4 separate regions of the Mus musculus genome follow, and regions 2, 3 and 4 are each linked to region 1. A link is a contact called in public Hi-C and HiChIP or PLAC-seq data. All regions are on one chromosome and are shown on one strand. Each heading gives the region's core, a stretch centred on a gene start, on an enhancer-like site or on the middle of the called end of the contact. The rest is flanking DNA. Distances are from core to core; before and after follow the strand shown.

Region 1 (2,700 bases), core at 191-2,690:
GTGAGGGCACCTAAGAGAGCCATTCACGGGTCACAGCTGTGACCTCTGGCTTCACCCGCCACCCGAGCATTCTGTACAGTATTAAGACACAGAAGCCCCTCCTTGTTCTTCCAATGGTGGGGAAGGTTTATTCTCCAGTCTTTGTCACTTTGTCTAAAAAAACAAAATGATTCCTGTGTCCTCTGCCTGTGTTATCCATTCCCTGAGGTTCAAAGGATGGCATCTTCCCAGTCCCCTCCCCTCTGACCTAACTTAACACAACCAAAATCCTGGTAATATTAGGCAACAGCTAAGGGTGTCTCCCATTGATCCTCAGTAAATCGCCAACAGAGTCCTATGAGATCAGTTCTATTTTTAACTACATTTGGCAGAGGAGGAAATGAAGGCACAGACACACAAAAGACTAGTCTGAACTCACAGAGCCAGAATGTAAGGTAAAATGAGCCTTGTTCACACCAACTCTGACCATCCCACCCCACCCCACCCCACCCCACCCCACCCCACCCCACCCCACCAGTCAGTAGCAATCATGGAAGAAGAAAAGGCAATGCCAGCTTGCTGCGTGGTGAGTATTAGGCTCTGTTCTAAGCACTTAATAGCTAACATCTTTTGGGACTCATACAATACCCAGGATTTGGTTTTATAGGGATTTTGTTGTTTGAGACAGTTTCATGGTGAAGCTCAGGCTGGCCTCAAACTCAAAATCCACCCCCCCCGCCCCCCCCATCCCCCAGGTTCCTGAGTACTAACTAGGACTGTAGGTATATGTCACCACGTGTCAGATTATACTCTTTTTGATAGAGGTGAAGGATCTGCTGTAGAAAAATGTTAAGTATTGTACAAGCTCACAAAGTTCTTGAGTGGTGAAGTCAGCCTCCAAACGAACCTTCTGCCTCTGGATCCCAGACCCCACTATCTCTGTGAGAAGTAGCCTTTGCCTGTGGAGGGCTGGGCACCCAGAGAGAGCGTATGGGGTGCATTGAGAATGCCTGAACACCCCTGATTCCAGTTTGTAGTTATGGTTTTGACTCCATCTGGGACACTATGCTATATCAGCTCAGTATTTTACTCCACATTAACAGAGATTATAGTCTTTAAGGGCCTTTGAGTCTCTACAACCACTAAGATAGCTATCTTTTCTGCCTTTTAAAAAGAAAGGATTCAGACCAGAGCAGAGAGTCTGGTTCAAACTCACGGAGAATCAAAAGAGAGGACCTGTTTCCATCCTTGCCGTCACTCTGCCCTGACTCCACAAAACTCCTGCCAAGATTGCTCAGCGGGGAAAGCAGTGGATTTCCAGTCTAAACTCATGGGCCTTTGCCGTTCTCAAGGAGAGAGATCTACTTCCTGTTCACATCCCTGTACTCAGGAAGAGGCCACAGCCCATTTCCCTGGGGTTTCTGAGAAGACAATACATAGTGTAGGCAGCACCTGGTCCAGTAAGCCCAGCTGACAGGTTCCAGCCAAAGCTTACTCCTTGCAGTCAGACCTGTTTGAAGTTTACTGCAGGGTCATGGATAAGATAAGGAGTTTTAAAATAAATGCGATGAAAGGTAGGGATCAAAGGTCACACCTGTCACCTGCTAAGAAGGCGATTGTCAACAAAGTCTGTGAAGACAGACACAGATAAACTTCCTGGCAAACATCCCAGAAAGCAAAAGGCCCCTTGCCAACAATTTCTCATGAAATCTCAATTCCTGGAATCACCAACACTATCAAATTACTTCTGTGTGGTAAAATGTAGTGAGCCTTTATGAGAAGGAATAGCAAGCCCTGGCTGCTGCAGATATGCCAACGAAAGCAGGGACATCTTGATAAGACTGTTTGGGGTATATAACACACACACTGCGATTAATGGATGGAGAGATGCTCTAATTTAAACGCTTTTCAATATAAAACATGGTACAACGAAACACCATGATCAAAAAACAAATTAGAGAGGAGAGGGCTTATTTGGCTCACATTTCCACATTGTAGTCTATCAATGAAGGAAGCCAGGACAGGAACTCAAGCAAGAGGCAAGAGCTGAAGCAAAAGCCATAGATGGGTGCTGCTTACTGACTTGCTCTGCCTGGCTTGCTCAGCTTGCTTTCTTATAGAATCCAGGACTAAAAGCCCAAAGGTGGCACCACCCACAATGGGCTGGGCCTTCCCCTACCAATCACTAATTTAGAAAATGCTCTACAGTCTGACCCACAGCCTGACCTTATGGAGACATTTTCTCAATCGAGGTTCCCTCCTTTCAGATGTCTCTATACAGTTTCAAACTGATGTAAAACTGGCCGGGACAGATGCAGTGTGCCTATTGCTAAAGAATTTGTTACTTTGTGAACCTGTGGAGCTCAGTCAAGGTTCAAGGGGTGCTCATTTTCATGCTTAGCACCCCACCTTTGCCGCCATGTCTCTCCTTTAAGTGCATATGCTAGGAACAGCTAGTTGATGTGGTATTTTTATTGTCATTATTTTGTAATTGAAAAATAAATAATTCTGAACATAATGGTGATAGAATAGATTTTTTTTCCCCTTCAAAACTCTTCAGAATAAACAAGCCACACCACACGGGTAGCTATGCATGGCCCTTTCTCCTAGTATTGCACAGACGTAGCCTTCTTGAGAAGGCTTCTTATCATACTGGACTCTGGTCCAAAGGATGAGGCCTTATGTTTTTTATCACTTCACTTATTTGGGAAGGGTGTGCTT
Region 2 (2,792 bases), core at 228-2,727, 290 kb after region 1:
CGCTACCACACCCGGCTCATACTTGAGACTTCTATACATGGTAAACGCATTTGTGTACCTCTAAATTAGCAAGGCACTTCACATATTGTTTTCTTCAATCCATCTTGCCTGGTAAAGAATTTTCCATAACTCTGAAATTCCTATAAAAACCTTTCTCTCGATATCTGTGAGCTTTTCATGACCATTTTGTCTTAGGAGCCAGGGCCAAATAAGGGATTAGGTGTGGAGGTTGTGCCTTTACGAATGGATGAATGTCCTTATCTCGGAAAAGGGGTTACCATAAGAAGCGTTGTGATATAAAACTGAGCCAGACCCTGGTGTTCCTCTATTCTCTTGTTTTGTCCTTATGCCTTCTGCTATGGAGTGACACAGCTCTCAGTCTCTTGCAACATGCCTGTGGCTTCACATCTTTCAGAACCTTGGGCAGACCAGCCCCTCTTCTCTTATAAACTACCCGGTAATGCAGTTATCGCATTGCAAAACAGTCTAAAACTCTAAATAAACTCTACTTGAATCATTCCGGTTAACCTTCCAGTAAAGCTTGTGAGGTAGGCACTATTTTTACTCTCCTCACTTGATAACAGGGGAATGAGTAACTTCCAGGAAGGGCTGAGAATTAGTGTGAACCAGAGCTCCGATTTGACTCCTAAAGTCTTTCTCCAGAGGTGGGCTGTTAACTGTGACTTCTGTGTGATGTCCCGAGGCAATGAGGAAGCATCCAATCCTTTGTCACTAGAAACAAACTTCCGAGTCTGCAATCTGGACTCAGAAGCAGTGAGTGAGGGGTAAGAGGAGAGTGTGTTTCTCTAACAACGAATCTCAGTATCTCCAAGGGCAGGGCAGGAACAGCCGGCGCTCTCTGGAGCAGTCTGACAACCTCAGCACTTCAGTCACGATGCAAGACTGAGCTTTGCTGTGAATCACAGGCCTTGTGGACCTCAGCAGAACAGTCAGTGCCTCTGCAGGTACTTCAAACTTCACACCCCCAACATGGAACTTAGGAGAGAGCGATGCCGGAGCCTAAGACCCTCATCCTTCATGGGTGTTCACTCCAGCGAGCACCACTAAGGACGTATTTCCACAGTCCCCTTCCTCTAGTTATGAAGCAAGACCCACTTTCAGAAGAAGGGACTTTTTGGAAGGGTTGATGAAAGAATCTGACCCACCACCCACCCACCCAGACCTTTCATAACAAAACCCCAGGAATACTCTTGATCTGTGTTTTCTAAGGCGGGGCCTGACCTCACTCAGCCCACAGCCCAGTAGGGTCCCGTCGCCCCCAGCTGTGTGCACCACAGGGCTGGCTTGAGCTGACCTGTCCTAGGCGCTGTCCTCCCTGGGTCTCGCCCCACCCCGGAGCTCCCAGCAGGGAGGGCCGCAGGGTCAGGGCTGCGCCTTCCTGGGACTGACTTGTTGAGCCCAGGCCCACCCCCACGCTCTGGAGGAGGCTCCAAGGCAAGATGAGCCAAGCACAGGAGGGGCGCCTCCCAGCCAACGGGAATATCTGCGGTAGTATGCAGCCCCCCCCTCCCCCCACACACACACTCCCTGAAAAAACGTGACGCAGTTGGGCGGACGTGGAAAGAGCATGAAGACCTGGACCAATGGGGAGAAGTCAGACCCCATTGCACAATGTGAAGGATTTCTTGGTGCTTCTGTGTGGCCCCATGATGGCCCTGCCGTGTGCTGCGAGCTGTCGATGACTGAGAACCCTGGTTAACATTTTTTCCTGGGGTCCTCAAGGCTTCATTGTCCTCAGACAGTGACAGGAATGATTACTAGTTTGAGGAATGGAGAACAAAGTCCCGATAGGAATTTACAGGCAACATTCTAACTTAACTACAATGGGAAACCTAGATAATGTGATCAAAGAAACACATCACCTCTCTCTGTCTCTGTCTGTCTGTCTGTCTGTCTGCCTCTCTCTCTCTCTCTCTCTCTCTCACACACACACACACACACACACACACACACACACGCGCGCGCGCGCGCGCGCGCGCGCTGGAAGTCCCATAACAGAGTAAGTTCCCTGTACTTAGAGTTGCTATGGGGGAAACTGAGATAATGCATTCTGTAACAAACAGTTAATAGCATACAAATTACAAATATAAGCCATCACCTCATCATCAGAGATCTGTGCAAAAAAGAAAGAAAGAAAGAAGAAAAGAAAAGAGAAAACAGAAGAGAAAAACAGCAGGACTGCATCGCTTCGACAGTGGTTTTCCCAAGCTGATTTTGACACAGGGAGAAACCAGGAGTCCACTGGACTGTCCAAACATTCTTGCAAAATTGTCTTAAACCACGATGCTGTTAGTTCACTGTCAAAAAAAAAAAAAAAAAAAAAAAAAAACAAAACCTAGCTTGCTGCAATTTTACTAAAATATATCTGGGGAGAGGGATGTTACAAAATCAAACATCAAATACTGGGTGTCAAAATAATGAGAAAGGAAATGATTAGGAAACCCTCGGTTAAATGGGGTAAAACAGGGTAACAGGATCTTGGATGGTTTACTACAGAACCTCCAGAGCCTAGGCTATGTGCACTTTGACCCTGAACCATGCCTGTCCTTACTCATTGTCCTTCCAGCAGCTTGGACTGATCTCCTATTAGGGTGCCTGGAACTTCAGGCCTCCTGCACACACTATCACATTAACTTCTCAGGGTTAGGACCAGGGTAGGGATGTCTTATCTGGCCTCTATGAGCTCAGTATATATACCATACTCATATCCTACGCTATACCCCCCCCCACACACACACACAACCACACACACACACTCTATGATAATAGTA
Region 3 (2,886 bases), core at 258-2,757, 470 kb before region 1:
GTTTTTGAAAGTACTTTGTAGAGTTTATTGCTCCTGTTGCCTACTCTCTGAGCCTAATTATAGAAGGAAAATAGAATGAAGGAAGGAGAGATAGTATAAGCTAAAAATATCAGAAGCTGCAGGCTTCCAGTACAAAGCAAGGTATGGATGGCTGGTGACTGGCAAGCTGGAACCAGTGGCTAACACCTGATTTTGGTGAGCAGGAAACTGAGGACTGCCTGTTAAGTGTCCCATGTGACAACTGAGAGGAGCAACAGCAAAGTCAGGCTCTCTGATTCCTCAGCCAGAGTCAGGACACAATCGGATGTCTTTAAAGCTAAGGTGACTGCAGTCTCATGTTCATTTCGCGCTCAAGAGCCCAGCACCCTTTTTTTTTTTTTTTTTTTTGAGTAGATAGACAGCTTTTTTTTTTTTTTAAACAATTGTTTGATCACCTACAAAAGAATTTTTTTTAGCTGGATAGTTTTCATCAACCTTCTCAGTTACCAAAATGCAATTTATTAATCCAAAATCCTCAGTCTTTGTAATCACAGACCAGAAAGTGGTTTCTTTTTTCATTAGTGTATATTTACCCATCCTTTCCCATTCATATATTAAATATATATGAACGGTTTTCAAAATTTCTATTTCTCTTTGGGCTTCTTTTCTGATTTCCGTTTCTTGTTTCATCTCTGCCTGTTTTTCCTCTCCTGACTTCAAAACTCAGCAGGAAGCCAGTTTCCTCTCCACAGATTTCTATTTCTGTCAATGACACCATCGTTCTTCCAGTCACCCAGGTCTCAAATCTTGGCATCACCGCTTTCTTCTTTCCCAACCGAATGGGTCACAAATTTCTGTGGCCTCTTTCTGAAACATGTCTCTCAATTCCAATTTTCTTTTTAAAAACGATCCCAAACTGTACCCTCTAACTCTAGCCTTCACGATTCTATCTGTTACCTGGTAGTGACAATATCTACCACTTATCTTGTTTCCATCCCTAAGCAACTCTCTAAACCACTACTAAAATGGATGGGGAGGAAAGAGAATATGGCTTAACATCTTCAGGCTGGTAAGCCTCCTGCTCCAAATATAAAGCCATGCACTAAAATACGAATATCCATTTTGCACGATTTCAACTTTCCTTAACTCTCCACGTGTGTACACGTGAAATTCTAATTCAGAAACTGTGTTCCCTACTTTTGCAACCTCTCCTCTTTTTCCACTCCATCTACATCCTCCCCGATCAATTTCTTTTCTTCCCAAAGCCAGGTGACACGTTTTGTTCACACTTGTCATGGACTCTGTCTCCTCGATGGGAAATCGCGGGCACTTCATCTTAAAAGTCACCAACCAGAGCAGCAGGCCTTGACTCCTCCTCAAAATCTCCAAAGTACCTGTTGATGGTCCCACTGAGGCACCCGCGACCCTGACATTGCCTTCCCTGCTGTCCCCTTCCCAGCCAAGTGCATTCAGTCTCACGGGGGGTAAGGGGGGGGGGGCAGCAACCGGGCTCTCCGCGACCCCGAGCCCCGGCCTCCCTGCTGGGCACCGAGCCGGGCGTGCCCGGAGGCTGGCCGGCCGGCGGTTCCACGCTCGGAGGTAGGTGGTGCTGTTGCCGCGACGTCTTCCTCATTGGCGCCGCGCGGAGAGGCGGAATGTTCAACTCCTGACTCCGGCGGAAGCGTGGGAGCCGCGCGGGCCGCCGTCCCCGACCCCCGCCGCCGCTCGCGCCCGATCCGGGAGCCAGGTAAGGGCTGTGGGGGACGGGAGAGGCGGGAGGGAGCTCCGCTGGAGGACCGGCGGGACCGGGGCCTGCGGGGCCGGGGCAGCGCGGCTGCGGGAGGCCGGGGCTCGGCGGGCGGCTGTCCTTGGCTCGCCCCCGGTGCCCTGGAGACCCGTGGTCCCCGAGCCCGCAGACCCCGAGACCGCAGCCCCTGAGCCCTCAGTCCCTTGCCGCTGGGCCGAGGACGGCTTGGGCATGTCCGGGCCGGTCCAGCCGGGCACTCGGTGCCCGGAAGAGTCCGGCCTGGCACAGCTCGCGGCGATCCCGGGGAACCTGCGGCGGCTGCCCTTCCCGAGCACCCTCGCCTTCCGTGGGAGCACACGCGGGTGTCGCAGGCGCGGGGATCTACACCAGGGTGGGCACTGGGTGACCCGGGCCGCAGCCACGCCTCGCCCCGCGCGTGACAGATCTCGGGAAAAACTTTAATTCTAAACTGCCCAGATGACATTGGAACTGCCTGAAAAAAAACAACAATGGCACGTCATTGTTGGGTTGCTGAAAATGTATGTTTCTCATGCGCCTGGAGATCCTGCATAAGCACTGTTTATGGAGAACATAATTACTATTTTTGCTAGTTTCGTTAATAATGAAAGCACACCATTTGGTGGCCCGTTCCAGCGATTTCACAATAAGCAGCCTTCATTAATAATGCGTGTGAGAACCGTCTTCCAGAATGGATTGAGGACATCTGAGTTCGGATGGTTGTTAAAGTGAGTTCCTGTTTTACCCCTAAAGTGGTTGTAGCGAATCTTCTGGTCTTCTTGACTGTAGATGAAACCAACTGCCAGCATTTAGTGGATCCAAACCTACCAAAATATTTAACGATAAAAATAAACAAATGATTCAAGACCAGACTTCTTTGTCATCGGCCTGTCTCTACTCTGAAATTTCATTCTTTTTTTATCTTAAAAAAAAGTGACGGCTGCATTTTAATTATGGTTTTGATCATTTGTAGAGTCTTTGTTTTAGATTTCTGCTACAATAGTGAGAGATTTGGGAGATTGTAAATGAACATGAATTTAGCTTGTTTAGAAAGAGAGAATTAAGAGAGAAAAATGGTCTTTGGAGCACTGTTTATTTTAGTCTTTTACAATGTAATTTTGACAAAAATTTTGGGGGATTTT
Region 4 (2,700 bases), core at 159-2,658, 310 kb after region 1:
TAAAAAACAACATTTAATTGGGGCTGGCTTACAGGTTCAGAGGTTCAGTCCATTATCATCAAGGTGGGAGCATGGCAGCATCCAGGCTGTCATGGCGCGGGCAGAGCTGAGAGTTCTACGTCTTCATCCAAAGGCTGCTAGTGGAAGACTGACTTCCAGGCAACTGAAGTAAGAGTCTTAAGCCCACACCCACAGTGACACACCTACTCCAACCAGGTCACACCTATTCCAACAAGGCCACACCTCCAAATGGTGCCACTCCCTGGTCCAAGAATATACAAATCATTACAACAATATTAAAAAAGTTAATTTTTCCATGCTGATAACCACTCTTGGAAAATGAGGAGGGCTGTGGAAATCTGTGACCAGGAAGGATATTTCTGTTTTGTTTTGTTTTGTTTTGTTTTGTTTTGTTTTGTTTTTAATTTGTTTTTTGTTTTTCAAGACAGGGTTTCTCTGTATAGCCCTGGCTGTCCTGGAACTCACTTTGTAGACCAGGCTGGCCTCAAACTCAGAAATCCGCCTGCCTCTGCCTCCCAAGTGCTGGGATTAAAGGCATATGCCACCACGCCCGGATGGGTTTGTTTTTCATAACAGGAGAGAGGTGCAAAATTGGCCTTATAAACAGGAATCACCCTTTAGTCAGCATATATATATATATTCCATATATTTATTTATATGTATATTCCACATATATGTTCCACAGATATATTCCACATATATGTTCCACAGATATATTCCATATATATATATATATATATATATATTCCACAGATATATTCCATATATATATTCCATATATATATTCCATATATATCTTCCATATTCAAGAGAGACACACCTATACAGGACAAAACATAATATAATGATGGGAAAACACGTTTGCACAGTGCCTCTTACTTTGCAACACATGGATCATCTTATCTCTTCTACATGCTTTGCACTCAGGCCAGGCAGATGTTGCCCCATTTTATTTATGGGGAAACTAAAGGGCAGGTGGCTAAGCAGGTGCCTGCAGTAACTCGGCCAGCTGGTAGCTACCCTGGAATGGAAGCCTACATTTTGTCATTCCCAGCTCCAGCCTCCTCAGAATTTCAGGTCAGGGCAGTCAGCATAGTTATTCCTTTTTATCATCTCTATGCCATATTTAGCCCTGGGCCTGGTGACATCCCTGCAGGGCAGTGTACACACACACTGTGGCCCTTGTGGACCTCTGGTGGGAATGAAGGTATCGGGGCAAACACTTTCCAGTGTGGGGAGAGAAACACGGAGCTTCCCTCCAGAATCTAAGGCTATGACGATGAGGGGAATGTTCCAGAAGGACGTCCTCTCGGTCAGTTACACCTAGAGTCATTTCCTTTATCTTTGAAGACTTAGATTTCTTGCCAAACTTCTGCAGAAACGAACCTGAAGGACCGCCACCTAGTGGCCTGCACCGTAAGGATTGACACTCATTCCCACCCCCCCCCCCACAGTTCCATGGGGTCACCTTGCCTAGAAATCTGGGTCCATAGGTCTTGCCGTTCACCAGGATAACGTCCTAATGGACCAGGAGTCCTGATGTGAAACATGAAACCATACAAACGTCAGGGGACACTTGGGTGGATTTATTTATATCCTGGGCGTGGGGGAAGTTCATGACTCAAACTCTGTGTGTGAATCAGGGGCATTTTGTACACCTGTTGGTCCAGATTACAGGGGTGACATCCTTTCTAATCAGCGCTAAGCTCCCCAGTCTAGGCTCACTTCCTCCGAAAAGGAAATGAGATGAAAAACCAACTATGCCGGTTGGGCCGGCTCCACACATCGCCTCTTCAGCAGGTTAAAAAAATACACCTTATTGTTGTGCCTAACAAAGGGAGACTGTTTGTAGGGTATGGTGATACACAGTCTCACCAGAGGAGACTGAGGCAGGGTCGGAAGTTTGACAATGAGCACTGTAGAGAAACCTCTTCGTGAGTGGAAAAGAAAAAAGGTACAATCTCCGCAGAAAGAATTTGGAAATATTTAGTAAAACCATCGTGTGTTTACCTTTGAACCCAGCAATCCTAACTCAAGGAACTTACCTTGCAAGTGTGTGTCCACAAAGTAAGAGGTCTTCAAGGTCGCCATTTGTCACAACAAAATGTTGCAAGCAACCTAGGTGCTTGGTCTAATTGAAGTAAATGATGCCATGTTCCCATAATGAAGAGCCCCACAGCTGGAAGGGACAGATGATACAGTACTTGTAAGGTGCAGTAAATGGAGGAAAATGGAATAAAGAGCAGATGTAGCACACTAATTTCATACAAATAAAAGATATACAGGAAAAATAAACTAGAACTCCAAATGTCTCTATATGACCTACTTCTTTGTACAATAATTATAAGCTAGTTAAAAAAAAACTTAAATAAACAAAAACCCTGTGAAGTTGGTTGCATGTAGGGATTGGTAGGGACCTTGGTGGCATGTAGGGATTGGTAGGGACCTTGGTGGCATGTAGGGATTGGTAGGGACCCAGTTGGGAAGAAGGACTGAGGCTGTAAGGAAGGCTAGTGAGGACATCTTTAAATTTACATAAAATATAAAAGTCTCCCATATTTGAAATTATTCTCTTATGGACTTAAAAATATTCATTTTATGATTTCTTTTTAAATTTAGTATGCATGCCTAAGTCTGTGTGCAGATTTTAGCATGTGATAGCCCACGTCCATGGAAGCC

What was found. A called contact is a pair of places that touch in the nucleus more often than the background predicts. HiChIP or PLAC-seq counts read pairs in DNA pulled down with a chosen protein or histone mark.
Region 2: a contact with region 1 is called in an H3K27ac HiChIP or PLAC-seq map of cardiomyocytes, with 4 times the contacts expected there. The contact joins two enhancer-like sites. A contact is called at or near these places in 1 of 484 Hi-C or Micro-C datasets (liver), 2 of 115 datasets of contacts at active chromatin or transcription factors (cardiomyocytes and embryonic stem cells) and 1 of 9 other capture datasets (embryonic stem cells).
Region 3: a Hi-C map of cardiomyocytes shows a contact between it and region 1, with 2.0 times the contacts expected there. The contact joins the promoter of Map3k20 here to the enhancer-like site in region 1. A contact is called at or near these places in 1 of 39 promoter capture datasets (embryonic stem cells), 1 of 15 datasets of contacts at CTCF or cohesin (large pre-B cells), 1 of 484 Hi-C or Micro-C datasets (cardiomyocytes), 4 of 115 datasets of contacts at active chromatin or transcription factors (the 230-238 cell line, embryonic stem cells, pancreatic cancer cells and 1 more) and 1 of 9 other capture datasets (embryonic stem cells).
Region 4: an H3K27ac HiChIP or PLAC-seq map of heart atrium shows a contact between it and region 1, with 10 times the contacts expected there. The contact joins two enhancer-like sites. A contact is called at or near these places in 2 of 484 Hi-C or Micro-C datasets (induced pluripotent stem cells and regulatory T cells) and 4 of 115 datasets of contacts at active chromatin or transcription factors (bone marrow-derived macrophages, cardiomyocytes, heart atrium and 1 more).

The regions. Positions count from the first base shown.
Region 1 is chr2:72,751,336-72,754,035 of GRCm38.p6, forward strand. All of the region lies in intron 4 of 6430710C18Rik (RIKEN cDNA 6430710C18 gene), which reads right to left. Among named protein-coding and RNA genes, the nearest start is that of Gm46747, 11 kb to the right of the region's middle. Within about 2 kb of position 1,441, at least 47 of the 459 cell types and tissues checked have an H3K27ac peak or open chromatin away from gene starts, as enhancers often do. A contact at or near this core is called in cardiomyocytes, heart atrium and regulatory T cells, where this site is marked.
Region 2 is chr2:73,037,049-73,039,840 of GRCm38.p6, forward strand. No RefSeq gene overlaps it. Among named protein-coding and RNA genes, the nearest start is that of Gm39850, 29 kb to the left of the region's middle. Within about 2 kb of position 1,478, at least 137 of the 459 cell types and tissues checked have an H3K27ac peak or open chromatin away from gene starts, as enhancers often do. A contact at or near this core is called in cardiomyocytes, where this site is marked.
Region 3 is chr2:72,284,130-72,287,015 of GRCm38.p6, forward strand. It overlaps Map3k20 (mitogen-activated protein kinase kinase kinase 20), which reads left to right and starts at 1,508. Exons shown (of 20, transcript NM_023057.5): 1 at 1,508-1,726.
Region 4 is chr2:73,058,668-73,061,367 of GRCm38.p6, forward strand. No RefSeq gene overlaps it. Among named protein-coding and RNA genes, the nearest start is that of Gm39850, 51 kb to the left of the region's middle. Within about 2 kb of position 1,409, at least 42 of the 459 cell types and tissues checked have an H3K27ac peak or open chromatin away from gene starts, as enhancers often do. A contact at or near this core is called in heart atrium and regulatory T cells, where this site is marked.